Linked DNA regions of Hordeum vulgare: regions 1 and 2 are each linked to region 3. The links are chromatin contacts, called in public Hi-C maps. All regions are on one chromosome and are shown on one strand. Each heading gives the region's core, a stretch centred on a gene start, on an enhancer-like site or on the middle of the called end of the contact. The rest is flanking DNA. Distances are from core to core; before and after follow the strand shown.

Region 1 (2,700 bases), core at 93-2,592, 910 kb after region 3:
TGAACAGAAGATATGGTCCCCATAAACCAGCTAATTCTTGAGGAATCCTCGGTCTCAAAGGCCATCTTGAACCTCATGCCAGGGCACCAGTGGATCCTCATGGCAGCCTGCATCGCCGCGGCCTTGACAACAAACTCCGGCGTGCTAGCTCTCGGGTAGTAGACTACCTCAAATGGCTGGCTGTTGGCGGCGAGGGTGGCCGCCTCCACGACATCGGCGATCTTCACCTTCCCCCTGCCCTTGACGTAACCAGCGGGGCCACCATTCATCATCTTGTTCTCCTCGTCCTTGAGGAAGGCCGAGAAGCCCCCATACCCAGGTGCGTTCCAGCCGGATATGCACTCCATGCCCCCGCAGGTGACCCTCTTGGCGCGGCGTATGCCGACGCAGAGCTCCCCGTGCTCGGTGCGCAGGAAGACGATGGAGTCCCCCGCGACGAGCTTCTTCTGGTTCACGAAGGTGCTCCATCCCGTGGTGAGCAAATGCCGGCGCGGCGTGCCCCGGTAGATGTGCCGGAACTTCCACACCTCCCCGTGCACGTCCTTGGCGAGCACCGTCTGCACCGGCGGGTCAGCCCTGTAGTCAAGCTTGGGGAAGATGGTCTCCGCGCAGTAGCGCGGCACCGAGAAGCCGCCGCCGTTGTTGGCGTCGGACTGCGTAAGCGTCTTGGCGAAGGAGGAGAGCTTCTCGCGCGCCTCCGGCGGGTCGCTCCCGAGCGGGCCGAGCCCCTCTGGCTCCCGGAACCCAGCCTCGCCGGGGCCGACGGGCACCAGCCGGATCTTGGCGAACACCTCGTCCGTGTCCGGATCAGCCAAGAAGCGCACCCCTGCGACGCAGCAGAGCACGAGGGCCGGCAGCGGACGCGGGCCGACCGCCGCCGCGAGCTCGGCGGCGCCGCCGCCGTTGGCGTGTTCGGCGTGGCCCTGGGGGAAGTAGTAGACGCGCGAGCGCGCCGGCGGCATCTGCACCATGCCGCCCGCGCAGGCGTGCCACAGCTGCGGGTCCAGGCACCTTTCCGCGCCCACCTCCTTCATCTCCACCCAAAACCACCGCCAGGAAATGCGATCACTTGTTCCAACACAGGAGCAGACCTGCCATCAAACCGCCCTCCATCAAATTCGCAGACCCCGAACGGGAACCGAACTCCACACGCAATCCTTGTTCCATCATCATCAAAAGAAAAGAGCAAATAAACTGGACCGAATCATGAAAAGCAACAAAGGCAAGCACCTGTTTGGCCCGCGCGCATGGCCTCCCTCCAATTGGCGGATCACGAGAAATGTGAACGCCCAGAGCCGGAACGATAAACAAAGCGAGCAGAGGAAAAGAAAAAAAGGGAAATCTACATCAGGCGACGCCGCCTCCCCTGCCCTCCCCAGGCCCCCTGCAACTCCATCCCAAGCCCAAGAACCGTCGCGCCGGTCAAAAGTAAACAGAATAAATATCGAATCCCTGGTGTCCGGAACCCAAAAGGCCCCGATTTTTTCCGTGTTCTTGAGGGAGGACGAGGACGAGGAGGGAGGGAGTGGTGTGCTACAGCGGCACAGTGGTTTGGAATTATGGCGAGTTCTTTGGATGTCTTCCCGGCCATTAGATAGGGAGATTGGAGGCGCCCGCTTCGCTGCTGCAGTGGCCTGGCCGGGCGCCCCAGTGGATCACCTGCGCCGGACCGCACAGCCAACAGCGACGCCCACCAACCATCGGTGACCGGTGGGGCCCAGGCTGGCGGGGCCCACGTGTCGGCGATAAAGGATGTGGGGCCGCGTGCCTGCCTCTTTCTGCTGTCGGTGGGCCGCGGCCGTGATGGCATGGACTAGGAAGCAGAGGGGGTGGCGACAAGAGCGGAGGGTTTTCGTCTTGTTTTTTAGTGTTATTTCTGAATCTGATGAAAAGAGGTGGCAAACGTTTTTAAAATTCAGTTGAGTCTCAGATCTCAACCAATTTATTTGGGCTCGCCGCTGAGGTGGTGAGGCCCGAAAGAAAAAAAAACAATTGAGATGGTCACTCGTCTTCTGTTGGGAAAGGGAGGGAAGCGGCGAGAGATGATAATAATAAGCTGTCGAAATTTGGTTGTTTGGGAAAGAAGACAAGAGAGGGCATTTGTGCGCCGCGGCCGTGAGAAAGTTGGCAGGGGCAGCGACTGATTGCATGATCCGGAAATGGGCGAATCTTGTGCCTTGTTCGTCTCGACTCCTCGCCCTCCCTTTCCGGCGCGGGGGCGAACCGATCACCGGGAATTCAGAGCCAGGGCAATCGACCCACGGAACACCGATGGGGACATGTCGCGGCAGGCAGCGGCTCTCCTCCTCTGCGTCGCTCGCTGCAGCTGGCCGCGGCCTCCCTCTGCATGCAACATATACCATGAGTGCTCCGCTTGCTTTGCTGTGCTCCAAATAAATGGTCTTGCATCTTCTTCTTTTTTGAGCATAAATGGTCTTGCATTGCATCTTGGTGGTAGTAGATGGCCACTGAGTTTGTGAAGTGGAGGGAAAAGTGTACAGGTCTCGGGGGTTTTGTGGCGTGCCGACTCGTCGTGGAAAGTGGAAACGCTGTCGTTTCTTTTTGCTGGTGGGACGCCGTTGGATCCAAGAAAAGAGAGCGGGGAGGAGGCGCCGTGCGCGGGGTTTCGGACGATTGGATGCCTCCGTGCCCCGAGGCCGCCCGTGCGCGTGCGCCACTGGCCGACCGCCCAAACAAAAG
Region 2 (2,700 bases), core at 62-2,561, 690 kb before region 3:
CGACATGATGTGCAAACAAATATCATGCATGTACGGTTTAATTATACAAGGCACGACATGGCAATTCACAACATTCAAACACTACAGATTAAGTGAAGCTCAATATGCAACGAGTTGCATATTGACGAAACCCCACATTCAAATATTTAGGTCACTCTCGTTTAGGTATACGAAAATATAAAATGTTGTTTAAACATGGCAAGACGTGAAGCATAATTAAACTACCTATCTAGGCATATTAAATGAGGTCGGAAACAACATATAGTATTTCCAAAATGACTCCAGATGTTAATTTCTAAATTGGTTCAGATATGAACTAACACATTTTACTATTTGTTAAACAACAGAATAAAGTGGTTCATGTGATTCTACACGTCATTCTAGTTGATTTACATATAGAGATTATTTAAAATGGAGCTACGGTATAAAAAATATGATCAACACAAGATTATATGCCATGGATACAACATGCATGCAAATGACAGCCACAACATGTTCTTCACGGATGTAACAAGATATTATGAAGCTACATGGTATTCTAAGCAATATTAAATGAGGGCGGAACAACGAATAACAATTCCGGAAATTCCCTATATGCAAATTACAGTTTCGGTACTGTTCTTCCTACAACACAATTTTAGAGTTGGGAAACAGGAGAATAATTTCCGCCATGTTATTCTACACATTTTTTTGGCCAAGATGCATATATCATTTACTTAATTCAGAGCTACGATTATTTAACTATGAATTGAACCGTTTTAGCATGGCATTTAAAGAAAATTAAATGAAACAGCAAGTTAATCATTTTTACCATGGACGCAAGTTGGTAATTGTAAAACTATAGAGAATTCTAAGCATTTTACATGTTAAAATCATTTTAATCCAGTGCACGGTTAATTAGTTATGAATTAAACCATTTTAATATGGCATTACACAAATCTATGCAAACACCATGTTAAACGGTTTTAAATATGGATGAAAGTTTGATACAATTTATCTACACAAAATTCTACATAGTTTACATATCTAAATTATTTCAATCCGGTGCACGGTTGAAAGTTATTAGCATTTTAAGCTATGCACATTTTCTGGAAATCTGAAATTCCTAGGTTAATAGAAAAATCGCAGAACGCGAAAAAAATACAACGGGCCGAAACTGACTATTGGGACGAAACATGCTAGAGCGCTAGATAATTAAAATCTGCACGAGCAAGGAATAAGGGCAAAAAGGAGTTGGTCACCCACGGGGTTTGGGCCCAAGCGGAGGCCAGTTGGGGAGGAGGCGAACTGGGCCGCGGCGCCCAAGTGTGAGCTGGGCCGGCCTGGACAGTGGCTAGGTCGCATGTTGGGGCAGCCCACGTGGGAGGGAGCCGGCCCAGGTCAGGTCAGTGGCCAGGCGAGCGCTTGTTCGTGCTCCTCACGAGCAGGCCGTGGCGGCGGCACACTCCGGCGAGCGGCTCGGGTGCCCAGCGGCGAGGGGCAGGCGGGGCACATGGGTCTGGGACAGGGCGAGGACGCCAAGATCCGATGGATCTGGCGGTTGGCGGCGGCGGATGTTTGGCACGGAGCTCGCCCCGGCGTGGCAATGACACGGAGGCGGTCCGGCGCAGCGACGGCACCGGGCATGGTCTGCAGGAGGCGGCTCGGCGCTCAGGCAGGCGTTCAAGGACAGTGGCAGCGGAGCTATGGAGGCGCTGCAAGGCCGGTGGTCGGTGAGGCGGCGGGGGCGCAAGGTGCAGCGCGACGGTAACTCGGGCGTGGGCTGCTTGGGAGCTCAGGGCGGACGGGGTTGTGTGGTTGCCGGACGTGTCCGGTTTGACCGCGGACATGTCCGCTAGGTGGGGTTTTCTGGACGATATGAGCCCGAGATCTCAGATCTGATGGCTGAAAAAGGCTGGGGAGGCTAGGGCTACGGGATTTGGAGGGTTTGGTTTGCAGGTGAGGTTTTCTAGGGGGTGGCTGCAATTTTGGCTAGGGGGAACCCTAGTGGGTGAGAGAGCTCTCTCCACAAGGTGGGCTTATATAGCGAATGGTCTATGGTGGGATGGACCTCGTCCGTCCGATCACGATCCGACGACCACGAATGGAGCGAGTGGCTAGGTGGGTCTAGTGGGTTGTGTAGTTGGGCTAACTGGGGATGAGAGGGAAGTTTGTAGCCCATGGAGGAGTTTTAAACGCGAAAACGTCCGGGAATTAAACCGACAACGATTCCGCTACGTTCTATTGTTCGGGTATCAAACGAATTTCGATTGCGGTGAAATTTGGCAAGCGGCCTACCTACCTTACAATAAGACCGCACGTCAAGTTTCAACCCAATCCGAGAATATTTATACACTCTTTTAGAAACAATATTTTACCAGCGCCGCGGGCGCGTGCGTGTGTGGCTGGACTAAAATCGCTCAATGACAAAAACGGAGAGAACCGTCAACTAATAACTGATGCAAGTTTTGAAAACTGACGACAACAATGTGTCGATGCAATGCAGATGATGTGCATGATGCGATGATGAATGCGACAAACAAATAATTAAGAAGGTGACAACGGAATAAAAGAGGAATCTTCTCGGGCGTCGGTTCTGGGCTGTTACAGGTTCCTCGCCAAGTTCGGGATGTAGCCCCACCACCTTAGGGCCAAGTCCATCCTGCACCTTGCCACCTTCATCGCGCTTTTTGAGGGATATTTCGGGGTCGAGCGACGGCT
Region 3 (2,700 bases), core at 61-2,560:
GGAAAAAAAATACACATATGCTCCAACACAGAACTAGGAATTCCCACATTTGTTCGTGATCCATCCTTACTCAATTTACCCAGCCACCATTACACTCGCATGCAGCATAATGGCTACTGAGGAAACAAATTCCATCCAATCACAAAAGGCGAAGCGCGTCGGGCTGTCGACATGCTCACCTTCGATTCTGGAACCAGACCTTGATCTGCCTGGGCTCGATGTTGGACAGAATGGGGCACTCGCGGAGCAGCTGCTGCCTGCGCGTGGATGTCGGCTTGGGGCACTCGGCATACACCCGCTCCAGCGCCTCCACCTGCTCCGGCGTGTACCGCACGTACTTGCCCGAGTCCATCCCGCCCTTGTCGTAGCCGCCGCCGCCGCCGTCACTGCCGCTCCCGCTCCCGCAGCGCATCGCCGCCACCGCCGCCGCCATCGTCACCACTTCCTTTGCGTCCTAGTTTCCCTCACTCGCGGCGCGAAGCGATCCTTGAGGGCAGAACAACCTGGGAGGAGATTTTGGAGCGGTTAGAACAAATTTGACATGGGGAAACGCGGGAGGTGATTGACGAGCCATCCGCGTCCCTCCATCCCTCCTGATCCCTCCCTTAAACAACAAAGCGTGGAAAAGCACGCAAAGGAGGCGGCTTTTGGCTCAGTATCTGAAATGGGGAAAAGGGAAAGGAAGCCGCTGCAGAGGACGCAAATGCGGGCGGCGGGGCGATGCCAGAATCGCACGATTTCGTGTGAGAATCAGAAGCGGAAAAATTAGCCGCGCGGAAACATCAGCTTAATCCTCCAGCGACAGGGAGAACAAAATTAAAGGATAATCGCAGGAAAAAATGTTTTCAGGGGCGAAAAAAAAAAGATCCATCAGGAAACGCAAATGGCGACGCGGATAAGCAGCCTGGGGGAGTGCATGCGAGAATCGTCCCCCCGAGCTCCGAAACCAAGGCGTAGAGCGAAATTAGACATCAGTTACCTCCGCACACACACCGGCCGGCCGGCGCGGGGAGGGGCGCCGCCGGTGAGCCGCTCACAGCCTCCCGCGGCCCCGTGGGGCTGCGGCAGGAACCGCGTCCATGGACCGCTTCCTCTTGGACTCCACCTACTCCTCCTCCGCCGCCGCCGCCGCGACAACCAGGGCCGCTAGCTCGCACTCCGGACCCCGGATCCGACCCCTCCTGCCCTCGGTTCGCGTCCGTCCGTCCGACCTGAGGCAATCGAACGAGCGAGCACACCACAGCACGAGCGATGAAGGGAGAGGGGGAGAGAGAGAGAGAGACTGTACAGCGACACGGAGAGGTTGGCAAAAGGTAACAGCTTTAAAGGCCGGCCAGTGAGAGAGAGGGGGGGGGAGGTGGGGGGAGCGGAGCAGGAGCCCGCGGTCGCGAGAGTGGCAGTAGCTCAGCACGTAGTACTACGTCTAGTCGTATTCTACGCTGCGGGCTAGAGGACTGGAGCTACAGCTACGATGATAGGCTAGGCTAGGCTAGGCAGTGAGAGGACGTGAGAGCAAGTACAATAAGGTACAGTCAGCAGGCTGTAAGGATTAAAATACTATATTTTTGCTGAGTTGGATGAGAGAGAAGAAGAGAGAGAAGGGAAGCGGGCTCTTCGTGAAGAGCCAGCTCTAGCACGTGCTCCTAGGTGCTTTGTGAGAATGAAAGGTGGGTCATATATGATAAAAATAGTACTCTTCTATAGCTAACTATTGTACAAGCTGGCTATAAGATGGGCTATAAGACTGCTTATAGCCAGCAGTTGGCTATACTATTAACCATGCTCTGAGGAGACGGAGAAAGCTGTGGAGGAGGACGAAGGGGGTGGGTGAGCTCGGTCCATGGAGGTCGGGAATGGGGCTCGCACACAGTGGTTCGCTGTACCCCGGCCCGCGTCACTGTCGCGCTGAAAGGACACCATTATTTTCCCCGTGACATCTCGCTGACCGCGTCGACTTGGACAGTTTACACCATTATTAATACTAGTACTCTTTTATTATTATCGTGACAAATCTGGCCACGCAAGAAATTCACAAAGTCTATATTCTTTTACATCTTTGTTTTAAATGTCACACTACAACATCTGACATTATATTGTGTGATGTTCGAGAACTGAAGTGACGTTTAAGACAAAGACGTTACACAATGCACCGTTCACCAACAAAAGTATAATGCCCTTGTGTTCGAGATCAGGTGAAAAAAAAATACGGAATTCATTTTAGGAATTTTTTGCATGTTTAGATCAGATTTATGCATTTTAGCCTGTTCCCGCATGAGTAAGGTGGGCTATATCCCGTGGTTTTGGTTCTTTTGCAACTTCAACCCATTTCCATTTTATTTGGATTATGTTTGTTCCTATTGGCCAAAGGACTGTCATCCGGCCCTTCTGTGTTTATACATCTTTCCCTAATACTAAAGGACGAAGTGTTTCTGTCGTCCGTCATCGCGGTGCTTTTACAAATAAGTTCTTGTGCTTTTATGGAAATAAACATGCAGTACAACAATAAGTGAGAAGAAACAATTCAACACGCTTCGTTCGTAGGAGCGGAGGAGGAAGCTGTGCGGGCGGCCTGATCCCCAACATCCATCCCCCGGGTCGCTGTCAAATCCCGGATCGAGCGAGCCCTTGCCGTTTAGAGCCTCGCTTCACCGCACGGCACAAAAAGGGGAGCGCCGGCCGCCCAGCCGCACTACCCTCCTC

The links. Hi-C and Micro-C count contacts between places; a contact is called where the count stands out from the background.
Region 1: a contact with region 3 is called in a Hi-C map of leaf, with 6 times the contacts expected there. The contact joins the promoter of LOC123431291 here to the promoter of LOC123431302 in region 3. A contact is called at or near these places in 3 of 6 Hi-C or Micro-C datasets (leaf and seedling) and 1 of 1 datasets of contacts at active chromatin or transcription factors (embryo).
Region 2: a contact with region 3 is called in a Hi-C map of seedling, with 2.8 times the contacts expected there. The contact joins the enhancer-like site here to the promoter of LOC123431302 in region 3. A contact is called at or near these places in 3 of 6 Hi-C or Micro-C datasets (leaf and seedling) and 1 of 1 datasets of contacts at active chromatin or transcription factors (embryo).

What each region holds. Positions count from the first base shown.
Region 1 is chr1H:283,691,350-283,694,049 of MorexV3_pseudomolecules_assembly, reverse strand. LOC123431291 (auxin response factor 22-like) reads right to left here and starts at 1,342. Exons shown (of 4, transcript XM_045115116.1): 1 at 1,231-1,342; 2 at 1-1,091. The coding sequence starts at 1,034.
Region 2 is chr1H:285,291,917-285,294,616 of MorexV3_pseudomolecules_assembly, reverse strand. No RefSeq gene overlaps it. Among protein-coding and RNA genes, the nearest start is that of LOC123431313, 200 kb to the right of the region's middle. Within about 2 kb of position 1,311, at least 3 of the 3 cell types and tissues checked have open chromatin away from gene starts, as enhancers often do. A contact at or near this core is called in leaf and seedling, where this site is marked.
Region 3 is chr1H:284,605,922-284,608,621 of MorexV3_pseudomolecules_assembly, reverse strand. It overlaps LOC123431302 (homeobox-leucine zipper protein HOX9), which reads right to left and starts at 1,310. Exons shown (of 19, transcript XM_045115127.1): 1 at 980-1,310; 2 at 180-503. The coding sequence starts at 433.